2 separate regions of the Mus musculus genome follow, and region 1 is linked to region 2. Evidence: chromatin contacts called from public Hi-C data. All regions are on one chromosome and are shown on one strand. The core of a region is the stretch at or near the end of the contact, and the rest is flanking DNA. Distances in the headings are between cores, read along the strand shown.

Region 1 (6,557 bases), core at 1,154-3,653, 210 kb after region 2:
TGTTCTTTTGCAATTGGGTTACCTCACTCAGGATGATATTTTCTAGTTCTATCCATTTGCCTAAGAATTTCATGAATTCATCATTTTTAATAGCTGAGTAGTATCCCATTGTGTAAATGTACCACATTTTCTGTATCTATTCTTCGTTTGAGAGGTATCTGGGTTCTTTCCAGCTCCTGGCTATTATAAATAAGGCTGCTATGAACATAGTGGAGCATGTGTCCTTCTTACCGGTTGGAACATCTTCTGGATATATGCCCAGGAGTTGTATAGCTGGGTCCTCAGGTAGTACTATGTCCAATTTTATGAGGAACCGCCAGACTGATTTCCAGAGTTGTACCAGCTTGCAATCCCACCAGCCGTGGAGGAGTGTTCCTCTTTCTTCACATCCTCACTAGCATCTGCTATCACTTGAGTTTTTGATTTTAGCCATTCTGACTGGTATGAGGTGGAATCTCAGGGTTGTTTTGATTTGTATTTCCCTGATGACTAAGGATGTTGAACATTTCTTTAGGTGCTTCTCGGCCATTTAATATTCCTCAGTTGAGAATTCTTTGTTTAGCCCTGTACCCCATTTTTAATAGGGTTATTTGATTCTCTGGAGTCTAACCTCTTGAGTTCTTTGCATATACTGGATATTAGCCCTCTATTGGATGGATGATTGGTAAAGATCTTTTCCCAATTTATTGGTTGCCTTTCTGTCCTATTGACAGTGTCCTTTGCCTTACAGAAGCTTTGCAATTTTATGAGGTCCCATTTGTTGATTCTCCATCTTACAGCACAAGCCATTGCTATTCTGTTCAGGAATTTTTCCCCTGTGCCCATATGTTTGAGGCTCTTCCCCACTTTCTCCCCTTGCGTACACATCCGTGACTGGGAGGTACAGTCTTAAGTTAGCTTAGGCACCACTGTTATTTCCACACCGCCCTGGGACCTGTTGTCTGAGATTTGTTTCTCTGAGTGAAGTTATTCTATGGCCGACCACACTTGGTGCTACTTTCTGATTAAGCTTATGCAAAACCAGAGTTTTTCGCATCCTGGTTTCCTTTTTTTCTATTCTAAGCATTGCTCAAGCTTAAACACTATGTGAATTCCCATTCCCGAGCTGTGAATCAGGGGGCTTTTTTTTATATGAGAAACTCCCCTTAAGGACAATTTGATTGGGATTTTAAAAAGAGGCTCCACCCAACAGCCAAAGGAAAGAGATACCAAGACTTACACCCAAACGTTAGATGGAGTTGGGGGAAAGATTGAGGGACCTGAAGAGGACAGGGACTCCACAGAAAGATCAACAGGGCCAACTAACCTGGACCCTTGGGGGCTTTCGGAAACAGAATCACCAACCAGAGAGCGAGGACAGGCTGGACCTAGGCATCCTGGCACATATGTAGCAGATGAGCAACTTGATCTTTATGAGGGTCCCCCAAACACTTGCAGCAGGGGGACCTGTCCCTGAGTCTGTTGCATGTCTGCCTGTGGATTCCACACACCTTATCTGGCCTCAGTGGGAGAGGATGTGCCAAGTCCTGAAGCAACTTCATGTGTGTGTGGGAGGGGTTGACACAGGGTATGAGGGAGGGGCTCCCCCTTCTCTCAAAAGAGAAGCAGAAGGGGAACGGGGTAGACTTGGGTGAGGGGGTACTGGGAGGATAGGAAGGGCTGGTATAGGGTTGTAAAGGGAATAAATAAATAAATTTTAAAAATAATTGGTTGGTTATTCAAATGTTGCATATGCTGCTTTCTTATTTAAAAGAATGCAGTTTGGCATGTGCGCCCCGGACTGCCTTTAAGAAAGACTTCCTGCCACTTTGTAACCACTGGCGAAAGAGAAAGTAATTACCTGGTGTCAGTCAGTTCTGTCTTAAAAGAAATGTTTTTCTGAGACCAATCTAGTGTAAATTTATGGAAGGGACTGGATCTCTCCCTCATTTGTTTATTTATCTAATCTGTCTGTCTGTCTATAAAGTAGGTATCTTCCAGGTCACCTTCAGCAAACAGTCACTTTGGCCACATCCTCCCCTGCAGATGAGCCCAGCTCTGCCTCCTTAGAGAGGAGACGGCAAGAAAAGAAAACACACTGGCCTCCCAGAGCAGTCTTAACTGGTACTCACCACTGTGTGTAGAAATTGCTAGAAGGGTGTGAATGAAGTGGTGAAGACTTGGACTTTGGATTTACACAAACATAGCTGGATGTCACGGCTATAGATCATTTAGATGGTTTTCTAAGTTAATAGTGACACTATTCAGGTAGCAGTTCAATGAGGAGTCAGTTCTGCTCTGGAGCCTGAGAGCTCCCTAAGCACAAAGACTTATCTTGAAGGAGCACAGCCGCCTGGCGTAGAAGAGCACCAGCCCACAGAATCTATCCCACAGAAGCCTGCTGTTATCTTTCTGATCACTTATTTACTGTTTCACTGTTTCCTTTCTCATGAGAACGGACCTAGCACGGATGATTCAGTGTTCCCACTGTCTACATGCCTGCGCCTGGCATGGTGACTTGCAGGTGGTAAATGCTCCATGCAGGTATGTGCCCGGATAAAATAGTGTCTGGTTAGCAGCTCAGCAAGCAAGCCACACTCTTGATCTCTACACTTCATCCTCTGAGTACCCTTGTACTGTAATAACAACCAACAGTGCCAGAAGTGCTCCGAGGGCTCTCCTCTGTAAACACATCTGATGGCTTTTTACCACCGGGCAATGTTTGTTTTTTGTTTGTATGCTAATGCTTATTTTTGCGTGTATTGTACACATGTGTGGGCATGCAGACCATGGATGGAGGCCACAGGTTGATGCCACCTGCCTTCCTCCATCACTTCTCCATCTTAGTTTTGAGACAGGCTCTCTCCAGAACTCATCAATGTGGCTTGGGTGGCTTGCTGATGATAGGTTTCTGCCTACCAGCACTTGTGTTCCAGATGTATGCTGCCATGCCTGGCCTTTTAAAGTAGGTTTTCATAATATAGGTTCTGGGGATCCAAGTTCAGATCCTCATGTTGACACAGCAAGCACTTTACTGAAAACCTTTTTTCTGCTTCTCTTTTAATTAGCATAGGAAGTAATATTCACTATATTCATATTCGTTATGACATTTTCATTATAATATGTTTTACTTTCGGTCTCCCTGGCTTGTCCCTTTCAACCTTTATGTCATACGTGTCTTAACACCCTCCTTCCCTTCCTAAACCCTCTTCTTCCCCTTTCATGGTTCCCTTTCTAGTTTCATGACAATAGTCATATTCAAACACATACATGAATATACACACAGCATACCAAAGTTAAAGACTAGGCTCTACATCAGAGAGAGTATGTCTTAATATTTGTCTTTCTGACTCTGTTACCTGGATTAACATCATATTTTACAGAACCATCCATTTTCCTACAAATTCCATTCATTTTTCTTTATGACTAAAAAAAAATCATACTGCATACAAGCACCATATTTCCCATTGTATATTTATCTGTGGATGGACATCTAATCTAGGCCCTTGTATGTCCTTGCTGCTGTGACTAGCACAAAAGTAAACATGAATGTGCAAGTATTTCTGTGGTATGCTGACTTACAGTCTTCTGGGCATAGATATTATGAGTGAGTGGGATAGCTGCCTCATGTGGTAGTTCTATTATTAATTGTTTGAGAAACCACCATGCTGATTTCCATAGTGACTGAACTAGTTTACATTACCACCAACAGGGAATAAGAATTCCTCTTTTCACATAGCTTCACGGGCAACCATCTGATGCTTGAAAAGTAGACTTTACTGTTTGAATTTTCAGTTGCAGATGAGGGATCCAAGGCACAAAAGGCGAAGCTGTTCCAGGTAGAGCCATAGAGTCAAGCTAGACTGTGAACTCCAGTATGTAGGTTCCTCAGCATCGGGGGTGGAGTTGCTCAACATTTCCCCACATTGTGGGTGAAGGACTTAAGATGTAAGCGGATTTCCCACAATCAAAGCTTATTAGATAGACAAGGATTCGACTGGGCCAGAGACATCCATCTACAAGCTAGGTTCTTCCCACTCTATGCCAGTGCCGAGGTATAACATTGTGACCCCAGAGACAGAGTTCCAAGAAAAGCCAAGACTGTGTCAATGGCCCCAAAGGTCAAGAACATTCATCATCAGAGAGGCAAAGGGGAAAAAGGAACTCCCTGCCTGTCTACAACGTCCTTCTAGGTACAAACCTGTAATGTCAGCTGTGGCTCTGGTAAGTACATCTTAAGAGAAATGTGTCGAGACGTTGGGGGAAGCCTGACAATTACAGGGAAAAGGGATGTCAGAGAAAAGGGCGCCTTACCAAATGAGTGTGCATTTGTCTAAGGAGACAATAAATGACAATGAGTGTGAATTTATCTGACATTTAATAACTGTAAAGTGTGGACTTGACTTTTAAAGCACCCCCAAACTTCTGGGTGTGGTGGCATACGCTTATAATCTCAGTGGAGGATGGCAAAGGCAGAACTCTGTGAGTTCTGGGCCAGCCTGGTTCACATGGTGAAGAGCAGCTCGCCAAACCTATATATAGAGGGAGACTCTGTCAAAAAAAAAAAAAATCAAGATTCTAAACCAACAAAAACAACAATAACAACAACAACAACAACAAACCAAAGCAAACTAACTTCCAATTATCACTGAAAGTTACATATTTACGCTGCAGAGCTAAGGATAAATAAAATTAGAGACATTGAACTATAAAGTAGTGGAAGTTCCCAGACCAATTGGATGAATATATGTGCAAGATTTTAAGGGCTATGATAAGTCACTGGGCACACAACTGTAATGTGTCACTAGGAAAACCGTGTCTAGTGTTTATGTCTTATCTTTAAAGTAGAGACACCAGAGACGCCAGAGCTGGGTGTCCTTGAACCTTAGCTCTGTCCTTTACTTCCCTATGTGACCTGGGAAAAATTATTTTCTTTGTCTGTACATCACTGGTTAGAAAGAGTTAATTGGATTAATTTTGAATGGAATTATTTTAATTACATCAAAGCACTGAAAAGGATTTGAACAGAGACTGCACCGGGAAAAAGCAGGACAGCAGGAGCAAGTCAGGAGTTGTATGTAGCAGAGAGAAAATAATGGTATTTATGTCAGAAAAGAGAGATTTGTTTTTCTCCTACACCATAGCAACTTTACTAAGGAACTTTCTAATGACAAACACACACACACACACACACACACACACACACACACACACACACACACACACACACACACATTTGTTTTCTATTTTCTAAGATGGAAAATTTGAAAAGGCTGCACCTGACTAAGATAATAAGAACACCCTTATTCACCCTGTGTCTTCCATGATGTTTGCCTCTTATTTCATCTTAAGACAGGAAAGAAGTTCAGTGAAGAAAATGACTAAGCAAACACCTGGTGAATGGTTCAATGACTGCGTAGAAAACTCCAATGAACAACAGCAGTGGCAGAGCTACTGCCTTGCTCCTAAGTGAGTCAGTTAGAACGAAACCAGGCTGAGCATTCACTACTAGATGGTTAATTCTCACTGCCTGTGGCAGTGTGGAGATTCTCATGCAACTTGAAAGTAGGAGCCAATGTTTCTAAAATACACTCCAATGTGCCTAGGGCCTCGAGGACCACCTGGCCAGTGTTCTGGAGATACGGGTCACAGCCCCAAACACTGCAAAAGCAGTCCAGGGGTAATGTGGGAAGCATTCAGTTTTGTTCGTAAAGCACAAAGTTAGAGGACTATAACAGGTGTTTTTTTCTTTTCATCAAGCTTACAAAGGGGAGAGAGACCCTGTAGAGATCATATCCAGAGGTTAGGCACGGCCCCTGATTGAGAGATGGGGCCACCCAGGAATCTCAAAAATATTAACCCAGAATTGCTCCTGTCTAAAGGAAGTACAGGGACAAAGAGTGGAATAGAGACTGAAGGAAAGGCCATCCAGAGACTGCCCCACCTGGGGATCCATCCCATCTGCAGCCACCAAACCCAGACACTACTTTACGCCAAGAAGTGCTTGCTGACTGGAGCCTGGTATGGCTGTCCCCTAAGAGGCTCTACCAGAGCATGGCCAATACAGATGTGGATGATAGCAGCCAAACATCGGACTAACTGCAGGGACCCCGATGAAGGAGTTATGGGAAGGACTGAAGGAGCTGAAGGGGACTGAGACCCTATAGGAAGAGCAACAATATCAACTAACTGGACTCCCCAGAGCTCCCAGGGCAAAACCACCAACCAAAGAGTACAAGTGGAGTGACCCATGGCTCCAGCTGCATATGTAGCAGAGGATGGCCTGGTCTGGCATCAATGGAAGTGGAGGCCTTTGGTTCTGTGGAGGCTCAATGCCCCAGCATGGGGGGAATGCTAGGGTAGTGAGGCATGAGTCGGTGGGTGGGGGAGCACCCTCATAGAAGCAGAGGGAGGGGGAGCGGATAGGGTGTTTGAGGAGGGGGATAACATTTGAAATATAAATAAATAAAATAACCAATTAAAAAAAAAGCCTGATAGACTTCCGGCATTCACATATATTAGGAACTGGTTAAAAGAAAACTTCAAAGTTTTGGAACGTTACTTGTCATGTATTCGTA
Region 2 (7,341 bases), core at 2,975-5,474:
AACTGCAGAATCCAGTGTCTTGGGTTTGCCTTTTAGTCTCTGATGGTGTGAGAAAACATTACTTGCTTTTCCTCAGGAAGAGAAAGCCTGTTTCATGGCTTCATAAAGGAAATACTGGCTTCACTGCGTACCTGTGACACTGGCCCCACCACCCCTGGCCCTGCCATGGACCCCCAACTTGTTCAATTTCTCCTTCTCAGCAACTCAGCCCAAATGATGTGTCTGAATAAAGAGTCTGTCTTTAAAGTAATTGACACTATTAGGGCTTTGTATGGTGGGGTGGCATGGTTCTCTGAGACCCAGACTCTTCTACTTATCTTAACAAAAACAATTTTATTGAACTCTGATCTTTATAACATGAAATTTGCTTAATTTAAAGAACAATTCCATGGCTTTTAGTATATTCAGAGTTTGGCAGTCATCACCATTATCCTGTTTTTTTTTTTTTTTGGTTTTTGTTTGTTTGTTTGTTTTGTTTCAACTTGATGCATACCGGAGTTATCTAAGGGAGAACCACAATTGAGAACCACAATTTCTTTCTCTCTCTCATTCTCTCTTTCTTTCTTTAGTTTTTTGAGGCAAGGTTTTTATTTGTTATAGCCCTGGCTGTCCTGGATTCAATTTGTAGACCAGGCTGGCCTTGAACTTACAGAGGTCTGCCTTACTCTGCCTCCCTGCTAGGATCAAAAATCATGCGCTATCACAGGTAGATGTGGTGTAAGAAAATGTAGGACACTTTCATATATGTATATATATATATGAAGCAGCGTTCTTCTAAGGCGTCTGCTTCCACTCCTGCCTCCAGAGCCTGCCTTCGCTTCCCTCACTGGTGGAGAGTGACCTAAATTGTAAACTGAGATTACCCCTGCTTCCCCAAGTCACTTTTAGTCATGGCATTTTTTTTTTTGTCTCAGCAATAGAAGCCCTAATTAAATCAGCCATCATCAGTTACTCATTAGTTATCATTTCCCGTTCCCATTCACTGTTCCTATCCCAGCCTAGACAGTCAGTAACTAACTCACTTTCCATCTGTAGATGGGATGTAGCACTGCTAACTGATGGAGCACATTAGAGACATTGGTCCTTTATCAAGGCTTCCTTTGATTAAACAACCACAGTACAGCAGTGTTCATCATGATTTAGTTCCTTGTTACTGATGAAAAATATTCACTTCTTTGACTTCTTATTCACTTCTTTCCTATTCTCTTCTTTCTTACACGGTGAGCCTCCGCTAGCCCTTGCCCAGTAGATCAAGAAGTTTCTGTTTGAGTCCTGTGTATTGTGGGCTTGAATGCCATCCAGAGTACAAACTTCAAATTCCAGGTTGTTCCTTGTAAGGCTGAGCAAAGTACCGAGCACAGGATTCTCCATCATTGACACTAGGTCATGGTTAATGTGTTATCTAAGATTCAATAGCTTTGACAAATGTTTTCTGGGTTATCTAAGAACTCTGGAATAACTGGGAGAATCAACTCATTTGGAAATTATAATTTGTGCTCTTGATTTTATGGCAAAGCTCTGACAGCCACATCATAGGACTGGATCACTCAAAGAAATTATTACAGCTAATGTCAAACTGATACTCCTGAAATTTGATGGCCTTAAGGTTAAGGGTGTATAGTTTCCTGTGGAATCTTTACTTTGTTAGTTCTTAACTGATGACAAAGAGACTTACATGGGTTAATGTTTTAAAAATCTTTTGTTGTCTCTTAGTGAATGGCAGAAGGTAAAGTTGATCTTTGATGGAGTTGACACGGTTGCAGAAATCCTGTTCAACAATGTCACCATTGGGAAGACAGACAACATGTTCACTGGATACGTGAGTACAGGGCTCCAGACTCACAAGAGCTGGCCTTTATGTTCGTGAACCGGGAAGGATCGTTGTGTAATTTGCCATACGTCAAGGTCAAGGCCTTTGAAACACTGGTAAATGACCGGGCTTCTCAGGTGCCCCGTTTGAAGGCTGTTAGGGGCAGTGCCAGTCCCATGGTGGTTCTGTGGGCCTCGAGGAAGGAAATTACAGCTCCAGCTTGGCTGTTCACTCCTCAGTGGTCTGGTGATCCAAGTCCGTGGGAAATGACAAGTGACAGACAATTTTAAAAGGAAATCTGTTCTGAAATTGTGCTTCCCTTCTGTTTCAAGGGTGTGCTTTGGAAAGCAAAACTCACTGATGACTTAGAAATACACACCGTGTGTTTCAGTGGGTCAGGTTGTTATATAGTGTCTAGGAATCTTTGGCAGCTCAAGGCCATGTGTACAGGTCGTTCCAGGGATGAAGATACTTTCTGTTCTGCATAGTTCTCTAGGGCCGTATTCCTGTAAAAATAGGAGAAGCCTAGGAATCTGTGCTTGGACAGGAGATTGGAGGTGTAACTAAAGGCGTCCATTAAGTTCTCTTTCAGAGGGATTCCTTCTGTTAATGAAACTAGCTCTAGACATGGCTGTAGTGTGTATCTTTCATGTAGTCTACCTTTATCTAAAATGTTATACACAAGACTAGGTCTTCCTAATGGAGCTGTGTTTCCTTCCTCTGTCCTGCAGAGCTTTGACGTCACCAACGTAGTCAAAGACGTGAACTCCTTAAAGCTGCAGTTCCGGTCAGCAGTGCAGTATGCAGAGTGTCAGAGCAAGGCTCACACTAGCTACCGGGTGCCCCCAGAGTGCCCCCCGGTGGAGCAGAAGGGTGAATGTCACGTCAACTTCATCCGAAAGGTAATGAATGTTCGTTCGCTCAAGTGTGTGTGGGCTGCAGCGTTGTGGCTGGCAGACTTGAAGGCTTGAAAACAAGATTTTCTGAATTTTTGTGGTGGATTCTCATTCTTCTAGGTTTTCTTCCTGGAGCGTGTTTTAGAATTTAGGTTCACACACACACACACACACACACACACACACTGTGGATAACAGAACTTGATGTTATATCCTAGGTTAGCCTAGAACTTACTATGTTGTTAAAAGCGGCGGTCTCCTGCTTTAGCCTCCCAAGCCTTGGGATTACTTATATGAACAACTGCTAATAATAATATTATTAATAATATGGGGAGCTGCTAATAGGACTTTATAAATTATTATATTTTTTTCGGGCAGGGACTCCTCTAGCCCTGGTGGGTTTCAAACTTGCTATGTATCCAAGGATGACCTCCAATTTCCAATCCATCCCCCACCTCTCTACAGAGTGCTGAGTTTAAGGTATGCACAATCTTGCTTGCTTTTATAAGGCCCTAAGGATGAAACCCAAGGCTCTGTGCATGTTAGGCAGAGCCCTGAGATAATTCTTCCAACTGCGTGACAGTCCCATCTCTATAAGTTATTTTATAGCATTGATATTTATCAAAGCTGTTACCAGTCGTGAAAACTTACTAGTGAGTCTTGTGACTAGCAACCTGCTTGAAAGAAATATATTTTCAGCTGGGTGTGGTGGTGCACACTTTAGCTCTAGTACTTGGGAGGCACAGGCAGGTAGATCTCTGTGAGTTGGAGACCAGCCTGATCTGCAGAGTGAGTTCCAGGACAGCCAGAACTACATAGAGAAACATCCTATCACCCCCACTCCCAACCACCAAACAAACAAACAAAAAAAAAAAAAAAGAAAAAAAGAAAAAATTTTTTCCTGAGATATTCTCATATTTTACTGCTAGAACCTTAAAATATAGAATGGGAAGGTATGATCCACAGATGATTTTTCTTTGAGGCTTATTCTGTTCTACGGTACTTGAACATATACTAATGCATGATTATTGTATTATAACTGTATGTAACATTTAGGTTTGGTTGGTTGGTTTCTGTTTCTGTTTCTGTTTTTTGAGACAGTGGCTCACTATGTAGCCCCGGCTAGCCTAGAACTCATCATATAGACCAGGCTGGCTTTGAACTCACAGGGATCTTCCTGCCTCTGATTCCAAAGTTCTGGAAGACATTTTAGCTTTTAAGAAGAAAATGTTACTCTTCTTCTCCCCTGCCTTCCCCCGCCCCGCCTCCCCGCCCCCGCCCCCTTCTCGGACTGGTCCTGCTTGCAAATGTTACTTTCTTCATCAAGTGTTTGACCCTTCTAAAGTCTCTACATCTCTGCTTCCTCCTCTGCTCAGCACATTAGTCGCCTCTATCTTTTCTACTTCCCTCCTCCCTTCTTGTCCGTCACTTCTCATCACCATGGTAACACGCTGAGTTGTACAGATTGGGGGTTGGCGGAGCATCTCTTTTGATTTTCAGTTTCAAAGGTACTCAGTCCTTGCTCTCTGGCTCTGCGCCTGTGGTGAGGTGGAACAGCAAGGTAGAAGGGAGTGCGGGACAAAGCTGCTTACCTCGTGGCGCCCCGGAAGCAGAGGGATACGGAGGGAGTGACTGAGATAGGGTGTACCCTCAAGGGCACGCCATCAGTGATCTGTTTACTCCAACTGGATCCCACATTCTAGTTCCTGCCAATTTCCAAGACAACCTTTATTCTTTGCCTCTGGGTCCAGTCACTTCTTGCACAGCACGTTGCCCTAGTCACCTAGCCGGTATTCCCACAACTCCATTTGCCTTCTTTCAAGTAATTATCCACGGAGCAGTTGGCATGGTCTCTTCGGACAAAAATGCCCCCAGCATCCCTATCCTTAAAACAGAAACTGGGACTTCTGCGTCCATATGTACTGAGGTAGGGGCTGATAAGACTAGATATGCTTTTCAAAGTTCATAATTTTTATCTTTCAACAGCTTGGCACCATCAGGAGGCTAATGTCCCAAGCTCCTAGCTCAGTCTTCGCCCCACCTCCTCCCGTTGGAGCAGGCTGCATCCTGATGACATTTGCACAAGCATTTCCTCTGATAGAGGCCTTCCACTTCCTTTCCCTAACTCAAGGTGGAAGAAAGAGGCTTCCTTGCGAGAGATGCCTGACTGTTTGGTCCTGTGTATGAAACCTGGGGCCTTGTGTATAGAAGCAAGCGCTCCCCTGCTGAGCCACATCCTCAGCTTAAAAGTTTTTGTGTTCCAGCGCTGTGCGTTGATGTACCCCAGCCCGAGTCACAGGGCGTCACAGGTACTTTCTGAATCAGTGAACGAACATCCTCGTTGGCTGAGGGAATTAAGTGATCTGAAGCTTGGTGTGGTGTTGAATATTTTGTTCTCTCCTTGCTGCTGTCTTACCTGGGGTTATCATTGCTGCAATGAAACACCGTGACCACAACCATCCTGGGGAGGGAGGGGTTGATTTTACTCACAGTCCCATGTAACAGTTCATCATCAAAAGCAGTGAGGGCAGGAATCCAAGCAGGGTGGGAGGCAGGAGCGGATGCAGAGGCTGTGGAGGGTGCTGCTTATTGGCTTGCTCCTCATGGCTTGCTCAACCTGTTTTTTTGTAGAACCCAGGACCACAAGCCCAGGGATGGAACTGCCCACAATGGGCTGGGCCGGCTCACATAATCACTAATTAAGAAAATGCCCTGCTTTCTTGCCTGTATAGCTCAATCTTTGTTTGTTTGTTTGTTTGTTTTTTAAGACGGGTTTCTCTGTGTAGCCCTGGCTGTCCTGGAACTCACTCTGTAGACCAGGCTGGCCTCGAACTCAGAGATGCACCTGCCTCTGCCTTCCAAGTGCTGGGATTAAAGGCGTGTGCCACCACTGCCTGGCCTGATGAGTCTGTTGCTTTTGTGTACATGATGTCAGGGATAACCACTCAGGGACCCCTTCCTGGGAAAGTGAATCCTCCCTCTCTCCACAGTCACTTGAAGGCGGTTGTCTTTTGCTTAGGGGTAGGACCCTGTGAAAATGTCCCCACTCATTTGGTCTTTCATTGTCCGGGTCTTGTTTAGGGAGCCATATTGTCACTGTTGAGGTTTCATGGGTACGGGGGTCCCAGCAGTCCCAGCAGACTTGCAGATCTTCCGGCTCTTTCAAATTGGCCACCACCTCTTCCTTAATATCTCCTGGGCCCGGGTGCAGGAGCCGTGCTGTGGCTGTCCTCATTGTGCCTGGGAATTCTGGTGATCTCTGTATTTTGACTAGTTGTAGTTTTCTGAGGTGGTCTCTGTCTGCTGCAAAAGACAAGTTTCCTTGGTGAGGGGTGAGAGGCACACTTTCATTTTTCTCTGTAGTAGAAACGTACTTATCTTCTTCTGACATAAATACAAAGTGAAGGAAGCCATTCTTGGGTGAGAGCAGTGCGGCTGGATCCCCAGTACACACACCCACATCCCCTGTACACACACCCACATCCCCTGTACACACACCCACATTGCCGCCCCCCTCCCCCTACACACACTGGCATCCCCTCGCTCAGAGGGCGTCTTTTCCAACTCAACTTTTCAAAGCTGAACTCACAGTGTCATAGATTTTTAATCTTGAAAAATTTTTTATTCTTAAGAAGTAAAGAAAATTTTCTGTTTGATGGGACTTTAAAAAAATTCTGGGTTTTTTTTGTTTGTTTGTTTGTTTTAAGTTAAACTTTCAGATTAGCACACAAAGGTTTCATTTTGGCAGTGTGTACACCAGTGGCTTTCTGGTTTGCACTCCGTGTTCCCTTCCCCACGGGTCTCACTGGATCCCCAGCCTGGCCCTGGCTGGTCCCCTCCCCAACTAGCTGGTCCCCTCCCTTTCTTTTTCTATCACTTGGATTCCATTACTCTTTCTTTTCCTCCCGTTTCCTTGAGAAGTTGATTGTCAGAGAATCATTTCTTGGTAGTTGAATCTGAACCTTTGTAACTTCATAATTGGATTTTTTTTTTTTTTTTTAGTGTCCTGGTTCTCAGACAGGTAGTTGGCAGACAAGATCATGTCTCTCAGATAGCTACTCCAGTCAGAGTCTGAAGTCTGAAGTGATTGTTTGTGGGTTTATGTGTATCTCTCTCTCTCTCTGTCTCTCTCTCTGCGTCTTTCTCTCTGTCTCTGTCTCTCTCTGTGCACCTGGTACTCTTTTTTTTTTTTCCTTTCAGTATAACCTTGGCTATCTTGGAACTCATTATGTGCCCCAGACTGGCCTAGAACTTGCAGACCTTCATTTCTGCCTCTTGAGTGCTAGGATTAAAGGCAAATGCCACCATCGGTTTGTATTTGGTACTCCTAAACGAGGACTTTTGAGTTCATACTTAATGAGGTAGGGAATAAGGCTAGTTTTTTTTTTTTTACATGTTAATAATATCTTTATCTTTCAATGAGCCTACTCATTCATCGAGTTGTCATGTTTAATACAGGAGTGGTTAGGCATCGCAGTGTTTTGGAGAACTTCAGAGAGAGAGAGAGAGAGAGAGAGAGAGAGAGAGAGTAAACATTTGCAGGGTGTGGTGGCCACTGCTTGTAGTCCTGAAAGCCCAGGACTAGGGGTAGCCTTGGTTTCATAGTGACAATTGAAAAGCAAAACACAAAACAAA

Evidence for each region. Hi-C and Micro-C count contacts between places; a contact is called where the count stands out from the background.
Region 1: a contact with region 2 is called in a Hi-C map of Th1 cells, with 4 times the contacts expected there. The contact joins two enhancer-like sites. A contact is called at or near these places in 4 of 39 promoter capture datasets (the C10 cell line, the HPC-7 cell line, liver and 1 more), 28 of 484 Hi-C or Micro-C datasets (B cells, the Ba/F3 cell line, the C10 cell line and 16 more), 6 of 115 datasets of contacts at active chromatin or transcription factors (bone marrow-derived macrophages, embryonic stem cells, fetal liver and 1 more) and 3 of 9 other capture datasets (adipose tissue, embryonic stem cells and liver).

Annotation. Positions count from the first base shown.
Region 1 is chr3:135,716,963-135,723,519 of GRCm38.p6, forward strand. No RefSeq gene overlaps it. Among named protein-coding and RNA genes, the nearest start is that of Nfkb1, 29 kb to the left of the region's middle. Within about 2 kb of position 2,404, at least 94 of the 459 cell types and tissues checked have an H3K27ac peak or open chromatin away from gene starts, as enhancers often do. A contact at or near this core is called in CD8 T cells, CD8 central memory T cells, Th1 cells and 1 more, where this site is marked.
Region 2 is chr3:135,509,262-135,516,602 of GRCm38.p6, forward strand. It overlaps Manba (mannosidase, beta A, lysosomal), which reads left to right. Exons shown (of 17, transcript NM_027288.3): 3 at 1,714-1,819; 4 at 2,542-2,712. Among named protein-coding and RNA genes, the nearest start is that of Manba, 27 kb to the left of the region's middle. Within about 2 kb of position 4,225, at least 43 of the 459 cell types and tissues checked have an H3K27ac peak or open chromatin away from gene starts, as enhancers often do. A contact at or near this core is called in CD8 T cells, CD8 central memory T cells, Th1 cells and 1 more, where this site is marked.